Linked DNA regions of Sus scrofa: region 2 is linked to region 1. A link is a contact called in public Hi-C data. All regions are on one chromosome and are shown on one strand. The core of a region is the stretch at or near the end of the contact, and the rest is flanking DNA. Distances in the headings are between cores, read along the strand shown. Region 1 holds the start of CD247 (CD247 molecule). Region 2 has its middle 89 kb from the start of POU2F1.

What was found. Hi-C and Micro-C count contacts between places; a contact is called where the count stands out from the background.
Region 2: a contact with region 1 is called in a Hi-C map of liver, with 3 times the contacts expected there. The contact joins the enhancer-like site here to the promoter of CD247 in region 1. A contact is called at or near these places in 6 of 47 Hi-C or Micro-C datasets (brain, embryonic fibroblasts, fibroblasts and 2 more).

Annotation. Positions count from the first base shown.
Region 1 is chr4:83,491,131-83,496,601 of Sscrofa11.1, forward strand. CD247 (CD247 molecule) reads left to right here and starts at 3,246. Exons shown (of 8, transcript NM_214155.2): 1 at 3,246-3,373. The coding sequence starts at 3,316.
Region 2 is chr4:83,585,051-83,590,401 of Sscrofa11.1, forward strand. It overlaps a transcript of CD247 not described here. Among named protein-coding and RNA genes, the nearest start is that of POU2F1, 89 kb to the right of the region's middle. Within about 2 kb of position 2,146, at least 8 of the 83 cell types and tissues checked have an H3K27ac peak or open chromatin away from gene starts, as enhancers often do. A contact at or near this core is called in liver and skeletal muscle, where this site is marked.

The DNA.
Region 1 (5,471 bases), core at 1,996-4,495:
GCTAGTTCTAGAATATTTCCATCATTCCCCCAAAAAACTTCATAATCAGTTTCATACAGATAGCCAAAAAGTATATGAAAATATGCTTAACATCACTAATTACTAGAGAAATGCAAATCAAAACTACGAGGTATCACTTCACACCAGTCAGAATGGCCATCATCAAAAAGTCTACAAACAATAAATACTGGAGAGGGTGTGGAGAAAAAGGAACCTTCCTACAGTGTTAGGGGGAATGTAAATTGGTACAACCACTATGAAGAATAGTATCGAAGTTCCTTAAAAGACTGAAAAAAGAACTACCATATGATCCAGCAATCCCACTCCTGGATATCTATCAGAGAAAACAATAATTCAAAAAATACATGGACCCCAATTTTCATTGCAGTGCTTTTTATAATAGCCGAGACATGGAAAGAACCTAAATGTCCATCACTAGAGGAATGGATAAAGAAGATGTGGTACGTTTATACAATGTAATATTATTCAGCTATAAAAAAGAATGAAATAATGCCATTTATAGCAACATAGACAGACCTAGAGATTATCAAACTAAGTGAAGTCAGGCAGAAAAAGACAAATATCATATGCCATCACTTATATGCGGAATTTTAAAAAATGATACAAATGAACCTATTCACAAAACAGAAACAGACTCAAAAGACTTAGAAAACAAACTTATGGTTACCAAAGGGGAAAGGTGGAGGGGGCAAGGATAATTTAGGAATTTGGGATTAGCATATACACACTACTATATGTAAAATAGATAATCAACAAAGACTTACTGTCTAGCAGAGGGAACTCTAATCAATATTCTGTAATAACTTACATGGGAAAAGAATTTGAAAAAGAATGGCTATATGTATATATATAATGAATCATTGTGCTGTACACCTGAAACTAACACAACATTGTAATCAAGTCTACTCCAAGATAAAATAAAATTTAGATTAAATTGAAAAAAAGAGTCTTAATTTCCCCCTTTCCTTATCCTCTGAAAACTACTAATCTACTTGAGTCTCTGTGGCCTCTTCTGGACATTGCATATAAATGGGATCATATAATATGTAGTCTTTTGTGTCTGGCTTCTTTTACTTAGATACTGTTTTCAAAGTTCATCCATGTTGCCACATATAACAATGCTTCCTTCCTTTTTAGACTGAATCATATTCCATTGTTTCGATATGCCACATTTGTTTATTTCTCACTTGCTAGACATTTATTTCTAGTTTGGGGCTATTTTGAATAATGTTGCTATAAACACTCATGTACAAGTTTTAACATGGGCATGTTTTCATTCTCTTGAGTATACGCCTAGGAATAGAACTGCTTGGTCATATGACAATTCTACTTAATTTTTTGAGCAAATGTCACACTGTTTTCCATAGGGGGTTCACTGTTCCACATTCCCACCAGCAATGTATGAGAGTTCCAATTTCTTCACAACCGCTAACACTTGTCATCTGTCTTTTTAAAATTTTAGCCATCCTAATGTGTATGAAGTCATAGAGTTCACTGTAGGTATTTTTTTATTTTTTAAAGTTTTATCGAGGCATAGTTGATTTACAATGTTGTGATAATTTCTACTATACAACAGAGTGATTCTGTTATACACATACACATACCCATTCTTTTACAGATTCTTTTCCCATATAGATTATCACAGAATAGCGGGTAAATTTCCCTGTGATACATACAGCATAGTTCACTGTAGTTTTGATTTATATTTTCTGATGACCAAAGATGTTGAGCATTGTTTCATGTGCTCACTAACTGTTGGCATATTTTCTTGGAGAAATTCAGATCTTTCAGATTTTTAATTGTTTTTTTTTTCCTGTTTTAGTTGTAGGAGTTATTTATATATTTTGAATACTAGACCCTTATCAGTATATGATTTGCAAGTATTTTCTTCCATTCTATGGGTTGTCTTTTCACTTTCTTGATAGTGTTCTTTATGCATAGAAGTTTTAAATTTTGATAAAGTCCAATCTATTTTTTCTCTGATTGCTTGTGCTTTTGTGTTCTGGTTATTTTGGTACTTTTTTTTCACATTCACTCTTGTTCTAAAACTTTTGCTGGCATTTTTAGAGGAATGGCAGTTTTAGAGAATTGTAGTCTTCTTAGGAGGAAACTTGTTTTTGTTTTTCTCCTTTTGTCCTTTTTTAGGGCTACACCTGTGGCATATGAAATTCCTGGGCTAGGGGTTGAATTGGAGCTGCAGCTGCCGGCCTATATCACAGCCACAGCAATGAGGGATCCAAGCTGCATCTGTAAACTACAGCGCAGCTTGCTGCAACACCAGATTCTTAACCCACTAAGTGAGGCCAGGGATAGAACCAGAAGCCTCATGGAACTGTGTCAGGTTCTTAATCTGCTGAGCAACAATGGGAATTTCATTAAGGGGAAGGCTTTTTTTTTTTTCTTTCTTTTGGTCTTTTTGCCTTTTCTAGGGCCGCTCCTTCGGCATATGGAGGTTCCCAGGCTAGGGGTCCAATTGGAGCTGTAGCCAACCAGCCTACGCCAGAGCCATAGCAACTCGGGATCCGAGCCGTGTCTGCGACCTACACCACAGCTCATGGCAACGCTGGATCCTTAACCCACTGAGCAAGGCCAGGGATGGAACCCGAAACCTCATGGTTCCTAGTCGGATTCGTTAACCACTGCACCACCACGGGAACTCCGAGCTATACTATTTTGAAATATTCTATTAAATTCAGGCCAAGTTCAGATCTGCAACCTCAGAGCTACTCCAGTAATCTGCTTTATTGGTAAGGACACTGAGGTCTAGAGATGTCGAGTGGTTTACTCAAGGCTGCATAGCAAGTAGTTAGCAGAGATGGCGCTAAAACACAAATATTCTGTCCCTCCATTTCCCCTGACTCTGAATCCAGCGCTCTGTCATCTTACCATCCTCCATAAAATACATGAACCTAGCAAAGTGGCAAACGTTCTTACATGCACTGGGATCTTGCATTTATCTAGGGACTAACTTCACCAATCAAGATAGGAATTAGCTAAAAAGTAGGAAAAAAGGAAAATAAAACAATAGTTAAATGAGAGGAAAAGCAAAAATTGAGACACACACACACACACACCCCAACCCCTCAAACCTCCAGAGCTTCCTGCCTATGAACCGAAAGGGGGAGTGTGAGTTTCTTGGCCCTGTTGGCAGGTGCCTTCTCAAAGGCCCCATCGTCCTCCACTTCCTGAGGAGGCAGCAGCAGAACAAAGCTAGCAGAGACTTCTTTTCTTTTCTTCGTCCAGCCACGACTGCCTCAGCCTCTGCCTCCCGGCACCATCCTGGGGAAGGACAAGATGAAGTGGACAGCGCTTGTTATCGTGGCCATCCTGCAGGCACAGTTTCCAATTACAGGTAAGGCCAGATGTATTGATGGCAAGGAACTTTTAGAAACTCTTTGTGCGTGTGTGTGTGTGGGGGTGGGGGGTGGAGAGAGATGTGGAGGGGTGGTGAGAAGCCAGTGTCTCCTTTAAATCCTGTTCTCCCCAAATCAGTGGGCAGCTGGGCAGGGAGGGGTCCAGCTCGATGCAGGCATCTGCTTCATTAAGGCCACGTTGGGCATCCATTCAGAGTCAGCTGCTTGAAAACACACCTGCCCAAAGTATGGATTTTTCCAGTGATAAAAGGAGACAGACAAGTCTGGATGAGGAGAAACTAAGGCAGGTTCCATGTGGAGAAGAGGAGAGGGAGTATTTAAGCTGGGTGGGACCAAAAAAATGTCAGCCAGGCCATGTTTCATGCTGAGGCATTTTTCTAGTCGTTTACCCCCTTCCTGGCTCTATCACTCAACCCTTTTTCTTGGGCAACAAAGAATATTTCATTTATTGGTCAGAGAGGGTCATGGCTGTGGCCCTGTCTGACTTGAAACACCTCAATGGGCCAGGGACTGACTGGGTTAATGAGGGAGGGAGTGATATGGCCTTCTTTGGGGTCCATTCTAGGCTCAGCTCTGACACTGGTTCCCCTATGCCCCGCAGCTAAGGGCTGCCTGATGACACACCCATTCCAGGCTCAGTGACTCACCACTGCCCCTTGCTTCAGGCCGCTCTCCCTCTGAGGCCAAAAGGCTAGAGATGCTGACGCGATGTAGGGAACTGATGAGAAGATGTGACTTGTTAACTTGTCACCATGAGGAACAACCAACCAACAAGCGAACTTACTCCTCACTTTATTCCTGCTCCTGGAGTCTGACTTTTCTAGAATTCTTTCACTTCCACCATGTTTTCTAGCCCAGATAATAAGGAGAAGTGAAAAGAAGACAAAATGTGCTATGTCCGGGGACTGTTGTCATAGCATTTTTACAAAAAATGGGACAAGCTGTATTTGAATCTAAAGAAACAGGGAGGGTCGTCGCAAGCCAGTGTCCTTCCTCCACTTCGCAGCTCACCTCAGCATGGGAGGGCATTTGGCTACAATGGTGAGAGGGCAGGAGAGGCCACTGACACTTCTGTTCCTGCCAGGGAACGTGGCACAGCCCTGGCCTAGTGCCTTGGCGGTTTCGAGGACAAAGTAATTGCAGGGTTTTCTGTAAGATCACAGGTCTCTTCTCAGAAAGGCCGTGTGTTGGGTATGAGTCATGTGGTGCTGTGGGGTAAGAACATCAGATCGAGCTCAGAGCAGCCCATCTTTGTGTGTGGAGCAGCCAAGTGAATTCAGCGATTTCAGGGAGAACAGCTGATGGCAACAGAGTCCAGACCTTGGCTTCAGCTTGGGGGGGGGGGGCGCTGAACTTGGGAGATAATTCTACCATGTGGAGTTTCCTTAAGGGTCCATCTGTGCTGGGCCTTGGGGCCAAGGCCGGGGCAATGGAATTAGAAGAGAAAAGAAAAGTTGCTTGGGTGGTGGTGGCTTCCAGGAGTGGTAAACAAAACTGCACCCCGCAGACAAGATGGGAGGAGCCATGTCCCATTTCCACAAAGAGCGTACAGGAGGAAAAGCTTTAGATTCATCTTTCAATGCCACTTGCTTTGCCAGAGTGGAGATTGAAATTTCAGCTATTTTCAGATAAGGCTCCTGGACCAAAGTTGTTCAAAGTGTCCTAGCTCTGTTGGGGGAAGGCAAGAGAGCCTCACAGAGGTCTTTAACTCCGAGGGCCACAAAGGGCACCCAAGCTGCCTGAAAGGACACACACTCTGATCTCCTCAGGAGGGAAGGCTGTTGATGGAATTTGAGCTAAGGTCTTCCCTCTTTTCTTGAACAAGTAAGTTACTTACTCCTAAACCCATTTAAAACATCTTTTGGGGTTCCCATCGTGGCTCAGCCGTTAACGAACATGACTAGTATCTACGAAGATGCAGGTTTGATCCCTGGCCTTGCTCAGTGGGTTAAGGATCCCATGTTGCCATGTGCTGTGGTGTAGGTCACAGATGCGGCTTGGATCTGGTGTGGCTGTGGCTGTGGCAGGCAGCTATGACTCCGATTGGACCCCTAGCCTGGGAACCTCCATATACCA
Region 2 (5,351 bases), core at 896-3,395, 93 kb after region 1:
CTTAATATTGGGGAAAGACTCTGAAATCCAAGGCCACAGTACCCCATAGAGCATCGGGGTAAGGATGGAGGAGCCAAGGTGGGGATGGGCAATGAACCAGTGTGCTCACAGTGACTCTGGGACTCCTGAGAAGAGCACCTGCTGGACAAAAGAAGTTGGAAGTCTTAGGTGAGTAGTCTGAGAATGTGTGTGTGAAGCATCCAGGATACCAACACAACGTCAGAGAAACAATGTGAAAACACTTGGAAAATGGTTTAATGATGTTTTACAACAGAAATGAACTGTACAGTTACAGTAAGTTTAATATATATAAAAAATTACAGCAGACAAATGCATCTACACAAAATCTACCACTTCATTCTGATTCACTGTCACCTACACAACCTCTCCCAAGCCTACAGCCCCCTGCAGGCAGCCCCAGGAGGGGGAATCATATAAAGGGCACTTTTAAAGAGACAGCACCGCTCATATTCCCCACCACCTCCTCGGGTCTCAGGAGGTATCAGCGAATTCCCCTAAGTGGAAAGTTGCTTGTGTTTCAGGTTTTCAAAAACCAAGAAAATGTGTTTCCCAGGGGCCCAGGTAACGAGGCCCTAAACTCCAAGTTATCAGCTGAGTCTTATAAAATATTCCTATCAGAGGGGAAATGGCTAACCAGGCTCTCTGGGACAGTAAGGCTATACAATAGCCACCCAGATTGCAAGTTATCTACGGAGAAATGTAAAAGGACTCCCGATAAACTAATTAGGAATTGTCACTGCCTCATTAAAGCTGCTGGACAATTTTGGAAAGAATCATTTACACCACATCTTAAGTTTCCACAAAAGAGAACTCAAACTCACATTTTAAAGTTAAGTACATAAAACAAAAAGTTTTGGGAGGCCAAGGGGTCAAATCCCTCTTGTGTCTCTCCCTTGACAACAGTGGAAAAACACCCCTGAATCAATATTAAAAAAAAAAAAAAAAAAAGGAAGAAGTGAAAAAGGGTCGGGTAGCTAAGATATTCAAAGACAGAGAGAAAGAAAAAGAGCTTTAGAAAAACACGTTCGATCACTGTCTCTTCAAAACAAAATCCCAGTTGGGAATACGGTAATCAGCAAATATTCAATCCAAATTGAACCCAGTGGAAGTTTATTACTGAATATTATGTACACTCAGAACTTTTTTGTTTTCTTTTTTATTACGAACACCTAGGCAGTGAAAACTGTTATGTTAATACATACATAGACACACCCAAAACATACAAAAATACTATTATTTCAAACTACTAAGAATAGGACAGTTCAGTTATTTTCATGCTATGACTTTAAGAGCATTACACTGAAACAAACAAGAAGTTAAACGACATTTTTTTTTTTAATATCCCAGAAATATACCAAAATATACATCTAAGCTTTGGAATTACTGAGGTTAGACTAATGCAAGTGCTGGGTAATCGTACTTAATACACAAGTCTAAGGTTCTGCAGGAAAGAAATTATCTTTGGTATCTGCATCAGGCTAATATTATTAACATTTGGATTTTGCTTTGGGATAGAGCTTGTATGACCCTAGAACCAAATACCCCCCCTCCCCCAATCAACTGAGATTAAAAAGATCCATGTAAAAAGTTCCTTCATTTGCAACCCCCCACCCCCCAAGTTAAAAAGTCACAGGCATCTACCTAGCACAAAAGGTTGTGAAATACAATGCATAGTTGCACAGTGGTGCTGCAAAAAGGAAACAAACCTACAATAAGGAGAAATGAAAAGCTTGATAATCCTTCTGCATGTTTGCTCACAAACAGGACAGCCACTTCCAAGCAGTTCCAGTAAAGGACGAGAAAAGGCTCAGAAGGGCACGGGCACCGCCCCAGAGGTTAAAGCACCCAGCAGAGCAGCCAATCCTGCGCCAGTGTCTTCAACTTTCCCCCACTCTGTGGAGTCCATGGCGGCCCAGCCGCATCCCCACCCTCCTAGTCCCTGTGCCAAACCCCTGTGGTGACCATGGCTATTGTAGGGTAGTGGTTGTGGTAGGGTGGATTAGCATGGTGACGGGCTTCTGTCTACTGTTTTGGAAAATCTGAAATGCCAGTTTGTTCCATGGCATGTTCACAAGTTGGCAAGAGCCAAAGCTACTAAGCATGCGCCTCTGCAAACCCTGGAACATGGTAAACAGACTCCCTGCCCTTTCGATGCAGTCAGAGCCCCCCCCCACTCTGCCCCTGGCCTCACTCCTCTAAACGCCAGGACGCCACAGACTGGATTGACGCTGAAGACTTCCCTTTTCTTTGGTTTTTTTGTTTGTTTTGCATTTATACAATCATTAAAAAATCTTTGGTTTTGGCTGGAAAATTTAAAAACAAAACAAAACAAAGAAACCACCCTCCCCTGGCTTATAGCAGCAGTAGTAAGACCTGGCAAAGCTTGTTTTCAACATCGGGCATGGGAACTGAAGGTTGGGAACTACATTCAAAGAAAAGGTGAAAGGGCTGGGGATGCAGCTTCTAGAGAGCCCATTGGATATAAGATTGTCAAATAATAATAATATTAATAATAATAAAAACTTAAATATTTGGATTTTTTTGGTCTTGTCAAAGGAAAAAAAAGTGAAATGTGTATGCAGCAGTCAGCTTAAAGGAGCCTTTGGTGTCTTCCCTTCCACCCAAAGTCCTGAAAATAAGCAGAACCCTGAGGCCTCCCAGGGGAAGGGGATGGCCTCCCCCACCAGGGAGAAGGCAAGTACAGGAGGTGATATGTGGCCAGCAGTTGGAGACGTGGGGTGGGGTGTGGGTGGGGACGGCTGGCCAGCCCCTAAGGGCAGGGTTTGGGGAACAGATGGTGAGAGACCTGTGAAGACCCCTTGCAACAAAAAGAAGGAGGAGATTGCAATTTGCCCTCAGTTTGCAGTAGCTCTTAAGCAGCGACATTCAGAGGCTTTGGGAAGGTCCCACCCTAGGCTACAGGTCCCGTGATGCTATAGGCCAGAGTTCAGCATTACTTAGAGGAGGGAGGGCAGACTTGGCAACTCTGTGGGGTGTAGAGAAAGTTAAAGCAAGTTACTCAGTCACGAGTCAGAAATGAGGTATACAACAGCTCCTGGACTTGTGGTGGGTGGAAAACCCCACACTTACTCACCTTGCCTCTGCTACCACCACAGCTGCAGAGATGGGAACTGGGGTCTAATGTGGGTGGGGTGGGGTATTTCCTCGGAATGAGACCTCCTGTGGACTAAGTAATGCACACAGGCCCCCTCGAGCAGGGGTAAGAAGCTGGAAGAAGTCTGTCCGTCTGTCTCTCCCCATTACCTGATCTTAGGGGAGATACACCATTTCTGCTGTCAAAAGCCAATGTTATAATAAAGCTGCAGAGTCTTAGGCTCTCTCCGTTCTGCTCCCTCCCAACTGTTTGCCATATTCAACACAACCAGGCTGGTCCACTCTACTCTCAGGAGTATGCGCCTTCTGCAGACCCAAGTAGGACTGGAACCACAGACATGGCACCTGCCTACGACTAAGCCTTTCCTAACAGGACTCTCCTTTTAGCTGTGGAAAGTGCATTCCCTTCCCTGCTATGCTGTTCAGACTTAAGAGACACTGTGGGACTAGGTGGGAGCGCAGTCTTCTGTCTCCTTGGCTTTGTCTTTTTTCATTCGGAGGAGATTCTGATTTTAAAGAAGCATTTGGATGTCTCATTTTGGAAAAAGCATTGTATCAAGCTGTCTGCCTGCAGACTTTGGAATATCATGTGGGAGAGCTCAATGCCACTGCCAAGTTACAAAAGATATTTAAACTGCTCTTGTGAGGTTGTGGCTACTCAATTAAAACAATAATGAACAAGTAAACAAAGAAAATTCAGGGGAACTTTGCAGCAGACCTCAATGGTTTTTTTTCTTTTTTCTTTCTTTCTTTTTACAATAAATTAGTTTGGGGGCCTGAATTTTCTGATAGTGTCCTGCCTGGGTTTGAACCAGAAGGTGGTGCAGCCCTGAGTGGAGTGGGCTGATTCAGGGGCACAGAAAGAATCTTCAAGGGCACCTGCCTGGCCCAGCCTGGGAGCTTTATTCCTGGGCACAGTGGTGTTCCATCACACATACCTTGTCCTCCCACAACTGCTGTTTCAAGTGCTCTTACCTTCAATAGCCCTGCTGCCTGCTTCCTGATCTATTTAGCACTTGGAAAAGTCACACACTCTTAATACTACTTTTATATAATGTCAGAACAATAAGATTATTAGTAAAGCCTTCGTGAAGTTCTGCAACCTGACCAGTTCTTGATGGAATGAATATGGAGAGCTATACATTTCTCCCCACTCCCCCTGTGTCCCATCAATGGCACACCGAAACAATGAACTACTCAACTCCCTAGGGCCCGGATGTAAAAACATTTTGGAATAACACAGCTCCATGGAAGAATAAAGGAGGGTCTTTGAGTTTCTGTGTAATCCTGTTCTTGAAAATGCTTATCCTTTACAAGTGACAAAACAACTAAGTATCATCTAAACTCAAATAGGCTGTACTAGCTCTCTTTATAAGCGTTAGATAAAGGGAAGTTAGACAAGAATTCTACCCCCATCTTCCACCACCTCCCTCCCTAAATTTCCCAGCAATTCCAAGAGTATCACTGCCACCTGAGCAGCTCTATCCATCTTTGCAGAGCCAGCAGAGTGAAACTAAACAAATCTCTTTTCCAAAGCCAGGATGACTACCAAGACTTTCTTCAAAAAGTGGGTATGGGGTGTGGGGAAGAAGAGAGAGAAGAAAAGGGAAGAGATAAAGGTAAAGCTTTTCTAAATTTCAGCTTTTTGCTCCTATCCCCTCTGCCTGCTTTGAAATTGTAAGGATCAAGAATGCAGTGTCTTTGGTATCCAAACTGAATCCCACTTAGGTTCTGTGAGATGGATCACTTATTAAAAAATAGCCTTTTTGGAGACAGAATCTATATTTGAACTCGGGAAGCCAAAAAAATTTGCCCTAGAGTATGGCCAGAAAGGGCTCTTAACTGTTCCTAAACCAGCATCATTTCTCATTCACATATCCACCAAGAACAATATTCTCCCCAACCTCACTAACTAACCAATCCCTAAAGGTCACATGGTATCATAGGTGTTAAGTGAGCAGGTTGGCTTTCAACATCTTGGTCTGGTTTTTCTTCTGTTTGCGTTTTTGGTCTAGACAGAACTGGCCTTGGTATGAGAAAAGGAAGTGAGGTTTTAAACTGTTGTGCTACTAGCACAACATTCATAACATGACAGAAGGAACCCCTCCCGCCCCCCCAATCTAATTTACTTTAATTTTCTTAGACTAAGATGCATCAATCACTCATTTCTCCTTTCCTTTCCAAATAAAACGGTGCCTGTCTACTTCTGCCTCTAT